Regions from separate parts of the Pan troglodytes genome. Here region 1 is linked to region 2. A link is a contact called in public Hi-C data. All regions are on one chromosome and are shown on one strand. The core of a region is the stretch at or near the end of the contact, and the rest is flanking DNA. Distances in the headings are between cores, read along the strand shown. Region 1 overlaps BDH1 (3-hydroxybutyrate dehydrogenase 1). Region 2 holds the start of DLG1 (discs large MAGUK scaffold protein 1).

Region 1 (5,612 bases), core at 1,741-4,240, 220 kb before region 2:
TGAGTTCCCTCCCGGGGGCACACCTGGATGGGCTGAGTTCCCTCCCAGGAAAACTGGTCCCAGATCCGCCTCGGCTTCCCCAGCTGGGCCAAATGCAATCCACTTCCAACCCCTCTGTTCCCAGGGCCAGCAGGAGCTGTGGGAGGCCCCTGATGCCCCCCGGCTGGGCCTGTGGCCTTTGGAGGGGGATCACCACACTCTCCCAGTGCCCAGGACTCTCTCCTCATGTCCTAGCCCTGAAGTCAGGTTCAGAAATCCTGCCCCTGCCCCTGCCTGCTGCTCTGTTTGCCAGGCGGTCCTGGTCTCCACCCAGGCTCCACCCTACCAGGGTGGAATGGAGTTGGGGAGTTGGGCCTAACAGTACGGGTCCTGTCCTCTTTCAGGGCTGTCTCGGGGCTCCCTCCCAGCTGCAGCCCCAGGTACTTCCTCGTCTGCACTCCAACCCCCATCGCCAGGGCTGCTGTCAGTGGCTAGACACTTGGCCCTAGTGTGCTACTTATCTGCACGTCGTACTACTGGAGCTGGACTTTAAGCTCCATAAGGGGAAGAGGAAGCTTTCAGGCTGTATTTCTCCCTCACCAGCACCAGACCTTGCCTATAGTGAAAGCTCAGATCCACACAGACAGCTGTCTCGCCTCCCACTTCTCCCCTCGTGTTTTCACCCCAAATTATCACCGCATCGGGCTTGATCTGGTTTTTGAGTCAGTTGCGTGTTGCCCATTACACTGTGCCCTGCTGCTTCTCACTCACTTGTCCTCCCATGTCCTGCCTGGCACAGCCAGGTTCCCAGGGAAGACCAGGGGTGCCGATGCTGATGCGAGGGCCTGAGCTGGCCTTGCCTATTGAATGAGAAGGCTCCTGGGTGGCTCAGAAGTGGTTCCAGCCAAGCCTCTAGAGACATGCCAGACTTCTCTCCTCTGTGTCATAGGGCAGTAACGCCTTAGCAGGTATCTCTGTCTCCCTCTGTAGGCCGCGTCGTCAATATCAGCAGCATGCTGGGCCGCATGGCCAACCCGGCCCGCTCCCCGTACTGCATCACCAAGTTCGGGGTAGAGGCTTTCTCGGACTGCCTGCGCTATGAGATGTACCCCCTGGGCGTGAAGGTCAGCGTGGTGGAGCCCGGCAACTTCATCGCTGCCACCAGCCTTTACAGCCCTGAGAGCATTCAGGCCATCGCCAAGAAGATGTGGGACGAGCTGCCTGAGGTCGTGCGCAAGGACTACGGCAAGAAGTACTTTGATGAAAAGATCGCCAAGATGGAGACCTACTGCAGCAGTGGCTCCACAGACACGTCCCCTGTCATCGATGCTGTCACACACGCCCTGACCGCCACCACCCCCTACACCCGCTACCACCCCATGGACTACTACTGGTGGCTGCGAATGCAGATCATGACCCACTTGCCTGGAGCCATCTCCGACATGATCTACATCCGCTGAAGAGTCTCGCTGTGGCCTCTGTCAGGGATCCCTGGTGGAAGGGGAGGGGAGGGAGGAACCCATATAGTCAACTCTTGATTATCCACGTGTGGATTATCCACCATGCCAGGAAGACCCATAACTGGTTTTAACACTAACTAGAGGGAATGACTTCTTTGCATAGTGAGTGACTTGGGCCTTCACAAAGAGGGTGTGGAGTGGCAGGCAGGGGCCCCTAAATCTCAGGGCAAACATGGTGAATCTATCTCTCTGGAGATAATTTCATACAGAGATTTTAAGAAAACATCTTTATATTAAAAACAGATTTATTGTAGAATAGAATCAAAACTCCTTTATGTCTTCAAGTCAAATTATCAGTTTTTAAAAATTATCTCCTTTGATCCTTAAGCCAGTCTCATGAATGAAAAGGACAGGTTTTTTTCTTTTGTACATGAAGCATTTGCAGCTTAAAGAGGATGCATGAAATAACCCTTTTATCGCTTATAAATAGTGCCAGTCATGTGTTCCCACCACGGCTGTGGAAATACTTCACATTTGCATTCCAGGACTGTTTTGGATCCATTTGCCCAAGAATCTTCTGACTAACTCTGTGTCCTCATCTGAGCAGCACATACCAAGTGCCCACTGGTACCTCTGCATGTCCATGGTGCTGTGTGACTGGCCAGCCAGCAGCCAGTGACTCAGAGCTGGCTGTATGGAGGGGGTGGGAATGTTTCTGGAGATTTTTTTTTTCCAGACACAGTCTTGCTCAGTCCCCTAGGCTGGAGTGCAATGGCACCATCTCCGCTCACTGCAACCTCCGCCTCCCTGGTTCAAGCGGTTCTCCTGCCTCAGCCTTCCAAGTAGCTGGGGTTATAGGCACCCACCACCATGCCGGGCTAATTTTTGTATTTTTAGTAGAGATGGGGTTTCACCATGTTGGCTAGGCTGGTCTCGAACTCCTGACTTCAAGTGATCCGCCTGCCTTGGCCTCCCAAAGTGCTGGGATTACAGGCATGAGATTTTTACTTGAGATTTTTCCATCCTCTTTTAGGACTCAGGATAGACTTGTGTGGAGGTGCTCTCTGGCTAAGGGGATAAGTTGTTACTGGTTTGGGTCTGCTTGATTTTGCCTTGGGTGGGGCCAGTGTCGATGGGGCAGGCTTGGCACGAGCAGTGGTGCCATGGCAGGGCACTGTGGCATCTTCTCCCCTAGCAGTGGATTTGGGGTCCCTGCTTGCCTCACGTGGTGCTTACACACATGCGCGCGCGCGCGCGCACACACACACACACACGCCCCTGTTCTGCAGGGCTTCAGCGTGGCCTTCATTCCCGCCTCGCCTCGGCCTATTTTCAATTAAGAAGTGATGCCACTTGAGGCAGGGTCTGCATGATCACTTCTTGGGTTTGAGTTTGAAAGCTGCCATCCCTGCAACTGCCCAGGGCCTGTATGTTGGGACCGAAACCAAACGCCACTGTCCTCCAGGGGGCTTTCGGCCCGGGGCAGGGTCCCGAGTGCCCGCCTTACAAATCGGACTCAACGTTTCCGCCTCTCCCTGGGCGCGCTGGGCCTGCCGCTAGAGGGCGCTCCTCCTCCGCAGCCGGCGCCGGCCTCCGAGGCCCCAGACTCCCGAGCTGCCGCCCGAGCCCGAGGTTTCTCACGGCGTTCGGGATTCTCACTTCGGAAACTGGGAACAAAGAAGCAAGCAACACCCTTTAGAAACAGTGTTCTCGCTCTCCTAGCAGCTGGCCCGAACCTGGAGGCTGGTGCCAGGAGAAGGCAGAAGAACCCGGGCAGCTGGAGTGGGCTGTGGGGTTCAGGCAGTGCCAAGGAAGAAGGGTCTCACAATGGGCAAATTCAGCTCGCCTCTCGGGCCTTTGTCCCCGCTGTCTTCAAACAGGGATCCCCTGTCCCAGCTCCCCTAGGAGGAGGGAGGGGAGGCAGGCAGGGCTGAAACCCTCCAGAGCGCAGAGGGGGACGCTTGGTGGCCACTGCAGTTACATAAAACCCTCCAGAGCACAGAGGGGGACGCTTGGTGGCCACTGCAGTTACATAAAACCCTCCAGAGCACAGAGGGGGACGCTTGGTGGCCACTGCAGTTACATAAAACCCTCCAGAGCACAGAGGGGGACGCTTGGTGGCCACTGCAGTTACATAAAACCCTCCAGAGCACAGAGGGGGACGCTTGGTGGCCACTGCAGTTACATAACCATAGGATGCTTTTGTACCGTGGACCTTGTTCTAGCAGGATCCTTTCGGAATTGCATTTTTACATGTTGGGCGAATTTGTTTTCGTGCTGAAGTTTATTAAAGGAAAATAGATGGAGCCTTGGAGTTGCACGTGTGCGTCCCTGCCTGGGAACTAGAGGAAGGGGGGGCCACATACTCTGGGTCCCGATCAGCAGACCCGAACGTCGGAGAAGCTGCATGGGCGTCTACTGGGATCTTCTGAGTAAGCTAGAACTGCTGGGCCGGCCTATGTAGGTTGTTCTGGCTTTTAATCATTTCCAGTGATTGAAAAGCCCAGGCTACCGTCCCTCCAAATAACTCCAGTGCTAACTCAAATCTCATATTCACCATTCGCTTTCCGGCAGCTTAGAACCTACCAGGGCGCAGGACGTAGTTTTCATCTTTACCAGAGTGCGTGGCCGGGCGCGGTGGCTCACACCTGTAATCCCAGCATTTTGGGAGGCCCAGGCGGTCGGATCGCCGAGGTCAGGAGTTCAAGACCAGCCTGGCCAACATGGGGAAACCCTGTCTCTACTGAAAGTACAAAAATTAGCCAGGCGTGGTGGTGGGCACCTGTAACCCCAGCTACTTGGGAGGGTGAGGCAGGGAGAATCGACTGAACCCAGGGGCGAAGGTTGTACTGAGCCAAGATCATGCCACTGCACTCCAGCCTGGGCAACAGAGAGAGGTTCTGTCTCAAAAAACAAAACAACAACAACAAAACAAAAAAAAAGGGTGAGAGGACAAAACAGGTGTATATTCCCATTTTATAGATGACATAACTGAGGCCCAAAGAAGGAAAGTGACTCACTCAGTGTCACAGTAAATCCAGGGCAGGACCAGGGCCAGAACAAAAGTCTCCTGAGTGGCACTCTTCACTATCACATAACACTGTGGCTCGCAACAGCGCTGGAAGCAAAGCCAGTTGGGGTCACCAGGCACCTAGACCCTCACTGCTTGTCTGCTGGCAGAGAGCTGCTCCTTCTTGTCAGAGTAAGTAGGAAGGAGGCCTTTGCCTGTGTGGACCTATGGTCTGGTGACTCCAGCCAGCACAAACCCCTCCCCTGATGGTTGGAGGCTGGGCAAGGGCTTCTTGCAAGATGCGCCTGACAGTGCCTTGTTACAGAGCACCTGCTGTGCTTAGCATTCCACCCGGGGCCAAGAGGCTGTGTGAGCAGGTGACAGCCAGCCTGGCCCCGCCTGTCACAAGCTGCTAGGTCTGCACCCTTGCCACCCATGGCAGGGGGTCTGACAAAGACTCCCCATTTGTGAGGTCTGTTCACTGCCTGTATTTCGAACAGGGCCTGGCTCTGCAAACCTGTGCAAACTGTGTTGATGTAGGAGCCGACATGAGCAAGCAGAGGCTCCCCTGGCTCAGGCAGCCCCAGGTTGGGTTGGCCAGACAGCAACCAGGCACAGGGGCCCAGTGCAGGTCCTGCTACCCAGCCACCACAGCTGCCTCTCACCTGATTCTCACAGCAACCCAGGCAGGATAGGCAGGGTGGGGTTATCTTATTTTGCAGAAACAGGCTTTCCCAAGTCTGTCACCAAGTGAGGGGTAGAGCTGGGTGTCAAGCCAGATCTAACCTCCAGCCCAGAGCTGGTGATGCGGAAAATCAGGGCAGATGGCAGCAGGATCTAAACTAGGGAGGGAAGAAGCCCTCAGTTACGTAACAGCGAGGAGACTCTCAGCCTACGCACAGCAGCAACCACGGGGTCCTGCCACTCGAGCCAGACCCTCCTTCCCTTCCCGTTTTGGGCTCTAAGTGCTGCCCCCTGCCAGAGAATGTGCTGGAAGAGCCCCCGGTATCCTTCCAGCGGGAAGTCGGCTCTGTCAAGGCCGTTCCCGAGAGCAGGCTCTAGGAATTCAAAGAGCAAGCAGGCAGAGCTGGATTCTGGAGCTGCCCTCAAAGGGCTTGAGGGTTATATGAGCGCCGTGCTTGAGAAGTTAGTGATGATTTCTG
Region 2 (5,457 bases), core at 1,437-3,936:
ACCATGGGAAGATGTAGCAAGAAGGCTCCATTCATGAGGAATGTTTTTTTTTTAAAGACAGAGTCTTGCTCTGTCGCCCAGGCTGGAGTGCAGTGGCGCGATCTCGGCTCACTGCAACCTCCGCCTCCCGGATTCAAGCAATTCTCTGTCTCAGCCCTCCTGAATAGCTGATTACAGGTGCCTGCCACCATGCCTGGCTAATTTTTATATTTTTAGTAGAGACGGGGTTTCACAATCTTGGCCAGGCTGGTCTTGAACTCCTGACCTCGTGATCCACCTGCCTTGGCCTCCCAAAGTGCTGGATATTACAGGCATGAGCCACCGCGCCTGGCCATTTTTTTTTTTTTAATTTTTATTCTCATGACTGTTAGATCACATCTGATGGTGTTTTGATCTTGGACTACTTAGCCTCTAGAGCTGTAATACATTCCTGTTGTTTATAAATCACCCAGTCTAAGGTATTTTGTTATAGCAGCCCAAACAGACTATGACAGAGTGTCACTTTTGAGACTAAGTGATGAAAGGCATTGTGGCTTCTTCTGTCTCGCCATCTTGAATCACTTGCTCTGTTGGACGTCAGCCACTACGTCATGAAGACACTCAAGCAGCCCTATAGAAAGGTCTTCATGGTGAGAAATTGAAGCCTCCGCCCAATAGCCAGCATCAACTTACTAGCTATGTGAATGATCCATGCTGAAAGAGCCTCCCGTAGTCCCCCTGAAGCCTTCAGATGACTGCAGCCCTGGTAGGCTTCTTGACTGCAACATCATAATGCCCTGAGCCAAAACCACCCAACTATGCCGCTCCTGAATTCCTGACACACAGAAACTGAGATAATATTTATCACTGTTTAACTTACTAAGCTAATAAGTTTTAAACCCTTAAGCTTTGAGGAACTTTTTTTTATCCAGCAATAAGTAACTAATAAAGATGGGTAGAAAGGAGGAATGAAGAGTAAAGGGCCTTTATTCATTGTTCATATATGTTCATTTGCTAGGCACTTGCTGCCGGCACCTTAGGCTAAGGGGTAGAACAAGTGCTGGGTTCACTGCTGCTTTTGTACACTGCTGACAACCAAATAGGGCTGTCACACAGAATGACAAGAAAAAAGGACATGTCCTCTTTCCTCCCCTTCCTCCTTTTTGCTTTAAGGGGAAGGCTAGGATGACATTGAGAACTCACACAAATTTTGTTTTTGACTCCTCAGTGTTCCCTGGGAAAAGGTGCATTGGCCTTTGTGTACTTGCTACAAGGCTGTGTATCCTTGAGAGCAGGACTTGGATCTTATTTATTTCTATCCCCGTTTCCTAGCAAGTGAACATATATGAACAATAAATGTTATCAAGGGAGAGGGCAAATTTCCCTCCCTGTTTCTTCTGAATTCTGAAGAGATTCCATTGTTAGAATGGTTTCTTACTGCAACCATCCCATTCACAGTCCATCAGCGAAGTCTTGAGAGTATGATGCCTGTCATGAGCCACTTTCACTACTAAATAAATTCCGTCCCTCTGTTAAGTTCCTGGCTTTTAGGACACCCCTGCCTTCAGGACCGTTTGACCCTTCTATCCCATTTTCTCTATGCAATGTTGCTTTAACTGTTGTTCAAGATCCCAGGATGCTTGATCCGGGAAAGCACAGAGGTCTGCTGCCAACATACCAACATACCTCTCTGTCAAGTTGTCCAAAATCACAATAGAAAGAGCCCTGGACTAGAGCTAGGAGACCTGAGTTCTCGGCTGCTCTGTTACTGATTAGCGTCTATGTCCTTGGACAAGCTGCTTCCCTTTTTCCGGACCTCGGTTCCTTGTCCTAGATAGGTTCTAAAGTCGGCGGGTCCTTACAGTCAGGATTCTAAGGTGCAATCCAAAAGTAAAACCAGTGATCAGTATACCTCTGAGTAGCTGTTAAGGTTACAATACGAGGTTCCTCGGCCTTCCCTTTGGTAGCCAATGGATACGGCCTCAGTCAGAGGCCGTCAGGTTTACTGGGAAGAGCCTTCCGGTTTTGAAAGACAGGATCTCCGGGTTTCCAGTTCTGTCACTCACTCGGGGTAACTTTGGGCAAATTCTCTCTGGACCTCCTAATAGGGAGGTCCTTGTCACCCAGAGGAAGTTCGAAGACGTGGGCAGTGACTTGGAAAGCTTCCCGAGATTCCCCTTCTATAACCTGGGTGGCTCTGACCGGGAGCGGGGTCCCAGCCGGCCGGTAGTTCCGCCCGGAGGTGCGCACGAAACAAACCTGCAGCGCTGGCCGAGGGCGGCTCAGCTTCGGAGGGCGCGACTCCAGGTGAGTTCTTAAAGGGACCGTCAGAGTTTGGGTAACACCTGCGATGCTGACCGGGCGGGGACGCAGGCTTGAGGGAAATGAATGAATGAATGAATGAGCGAATGAATGAACAAACCTTCTCTGCCCACCCTTAAGTATACCATACTCGGAATTAATCAGTTAGGCTTAAAAATCTTGTACTATAACCCTCAAACTCTTGCCAAGTTAACCAGTGTCTCTATTTCATATGTCCTTCTTTAATGAAACCCCTCCCCCCAAGCCTATTACTAAGGGACGAAGAGTAACTTAACAATCAGCCTGGAGTGGAAGGCAATGCAGAGTTGGCACCCCTCCCCGAACTCCTCCCTCTCCCTCTCCCAGGCCCCGCCCTCCCCGCCCCCTGGGAGGTGCAGTTGGCTCCTCCTTAAGGCGGCTTTTCCCCGGTGGGGATCTACCCCCGGGGTCGCCAGGCGCTGTCTCTGCCGCGGAGTTGGAAACGGCACTGCTGAGTGAGGTTAAGGGGTGTCTCGGTATGTGCGCCTTGGATCTGGTGTAGGCGAGGTCACGCCTCTCTTCAGACAGCCCGAGCCTTCCCGGCCTGGCGCGTTTAGTTCGGAACCGCGGGACACGCCGGTGGGCTAGGGCAAGGTAAAGGCGGGCCCCTCCAGGGCCACCCCGGGCCACCTGTGGAGTCCGAGTGTTAACTCCTTCGTTCTCAGAGCCACTTCAGCGGCCGCCCTTTTACGCGAAGAGGTTCCCTTAGGATGCTCCCCGGGTACCCCTTCCGTTCCCCTGCCCTCCCCCGACCCGCCTCCCCCTTCCAACCCGAAGGTAGCAGCGCGGGGAGCCCGGGGCTCGGCGCGAGCCGCCTCCTCACTTCCCATTGGCTGAGAGCGCCGGGAAAGCGGTCACGTGGGAGCGCGGCAGGCCAGCTCGGGGGCCGCCATCTTGGCGGAAAGTTTCGGGGGAGAGCGGTTGGGGGCGCGGAAGGAGGCGAGGTTCCGGGGGTGGGGCGTGCAGGCGGCAACTGGGCGAGCGGGCCGGGGGGCCGCGGCGAGCGGGGAGGCGGCGCGGCCGAGAAGGAGGACGAGGCCGCGGGGGTGCGGCGGCCCAGGAGAGCTCCTCCCCCGTCCCTTCACCCCCTCCGCTCGGCTCCGCGGGCCCCGGGCGGGGCGGGGGTACGTGGAGCGGGGCCGGGCTGGGGAGCTGCTCCGAGTCTGGCCGGGGCGCACCCCAGTTCCGAGCGCACGCCGCTCACCGCAACTTTGTGGCGGCGCCGCAGGTGTGGGGGCCCGCGGAGGTGTGCATGCGGGGCGCGAGGGCGTCGCGGAGAGCGGCCGCTGCCCTGTCCGGCCCCCGCTGGAGCAGCCCGGAGGCAGCGAGCAAGGAGAAAGGCAAGCGAGAGGAGGGGGCCCGAGCAGGGCGGGCGGCCAGTCCCGCTGGTCCCCTCTCAGCGCTCTGCGGCCGCTGCTGGCTCAGGGGCCAAGGGTCGGAGCGCTTCACCCGCCCGTACCCAGTAGCAGGTGGGGAGTGTGGATACTTGTGCGGGGGAAGAGGCGGCCTCAGGTCTAGGCTCTTTGGGGAGGGGACGCTTTCGAGGAGAGTTTGGAAGCCGACTTCTGTCTGTTCTTAATTTGGAGGGGTACCCACTCCAAGGAAAAGCTTTCCACATTGACAGACAACTGCTGCGTTTTGAGACTCTTTCTTTGACTTGGTAAAACTTTGGAACGTGGGGTTTTCAAATAGGCTGCGAGGGTTTTCTATTTCGATAGGGGGAAATGCTAGTTTAACATGATTCTATCCTTTTTCCTTTCCGTTGTGTGTTTTAAAGGTGTGTGCCCTCTTCCTGATTCTGGAGAAAAATGCCGGTCCGGAAGCAAGGTGAGAGTTTATTCCGTAACTCTGTTGTCGATGTCACTTGCTTTTCCGTGTGTCAGTTTTTTGATTGCCGTTTTAGAATCGTTTGTGTAACTTTGATGAGACAGCACGGTCCTAGCTTTATTGCTTAGGGAATCTAAGCCTCATATCATTTCAGAAGATGGAAACACGAAAATGTTTGTTAAACTTTCTTAACATTTCTCTAGTGATTAAGAGAGGCAGTTAGCCACCCCCAACAGATGTCCTTAATAACCCTGAATTGGTGTTTTAGTATTTCACTCTATCATTCTTACTAAGCACTATTCTGTGAGCAACTGTAGGATACTAAGAATTTGTATTTTGAAATGTTAAAAATTTGGATTATGATGACAAATTGTAGATAATCTGCTTTTGCATATCAGGTAATCTGAAACTGTTGCTAATACTTTGATCTTTTACTTTGGCAAACTACCAGTACACATTTATTCCAAACTGCTCACTCTCCTCCGTTTTCTAATGTGATATATGTTTAAATTTTTCTTGTATTTCTTTAATTTTTTTTTTTATTTTTTGGTCATTCTAAGGAATATGTGTACATGAACATAGTGACATCAATTGACCTGAAGGATTTGCGGAACTATTTAGATGTCATGCAGAATTACTTGCACTAGTATGTGATACTTTTTTTGTAAATAGAGAGTTTTAATCAGGCTCTGCTTTTTCTTCTCAGATACCCAGAGAGCATTGCACCTTTTGGAAGAATATCGTTCAAAACTAAGCCAAACTGAAGACAGACAGCTCAGAAGTTCCATAGAACGGGTTATTAACATATTTCAGAGCAACCTCTTTCAGGCTTTAATAGGTGGGAATTAAAACTTCGTAACTATTATGCCAGCTAGGCTTTATGCTCCTCTCAATTCATTTATTTTAAACTTAAGAAAATGATGTACTTAATTCTCTGAGGCATTCGGTAACTTGAACATCTTCAGTGAGTTGTGTGTTTTTCATAGGCCAGTGTCCTTTCTTAAAATAACTAGTAACCAAAAAACTTTCAGGATTATTTCAGTGGCTTTTGAGAACATTGTTTCACATCTTAATAGCATTAACTATTAAAAGATGTTGCACAGATGTTTAAGGACCTAAAAGGTATGACTGAGTTACTGTGAGCTTGTTTCTGTATTTGACTGGCGTGTCTCTGAAGTCATTGAAAGCGTGTGAAGGGTTCTGCTGTGTTGAAGAACATTCATTCCCTTAATGTAGATTTCTGTTTGAGCTTGGCATTCATGGAGTCAGAATTTTAGACCTGGAAAATGATCTTAGAGATGATCTTGTCTA

What was found. A called contact is a pair of places that touch in the nucleus more often than the background predicts.
Region 1: a contact with region 2 is called in a Hi-C map of stem cell-derived neural progenitor cells, with 5 times the contacts expected there. The contact joins the enhancer-like site here to the promoter of DLG1 in region 2. A contact is called at or near these places in 1 of 7 Hi-C or Micro-C datasets (stem cell-derived neural progenitor cells) and 1 of 1 datasets of contacts at active chromatin or transcription factors (stem cell-derived excitatory neurons).

Annotation. Positions count from the first base shown.
Region 1 is chr2:200,678,744-200,684,355 of NHGRI_mPanTro3-v2.0_pri, reverse strand. BDH1 (3-hydroxybutyrate dehydrogenase 1) reads left to right here. Exons shown (of 7, transcript XM_016942570.3): 7 at 970-3,745. The coding sequence ends at 1,439. Among named protein-coding and RNA genes, the nearest start is that of BDH1, 62 kb to the left of the region's middle. Within about 2 kb of position 2,990, at least 13 of the 24 cell types and tissues checked have an H3K27ac peak or open chromatin away from gene starts, as enhancers often do. A contact at or near this core is called in stem cell-derived neural progenitor cells, where this site is marked.
Region 2 is chr2:200,455,333-200,460,789 of NHGRI_mPanTro3-v2.0_pri, reverse strand. DLG1 (discs large MAGUK scaffold protein 1) reads left to right here and starts at 2,686. Exons shown (of 25, transcript XM_063806507.1): 1 at 2,686-2,795; 2 at 4,097-4,146; 3 at 4,853-4,984. The coding sequence starts at 4,128.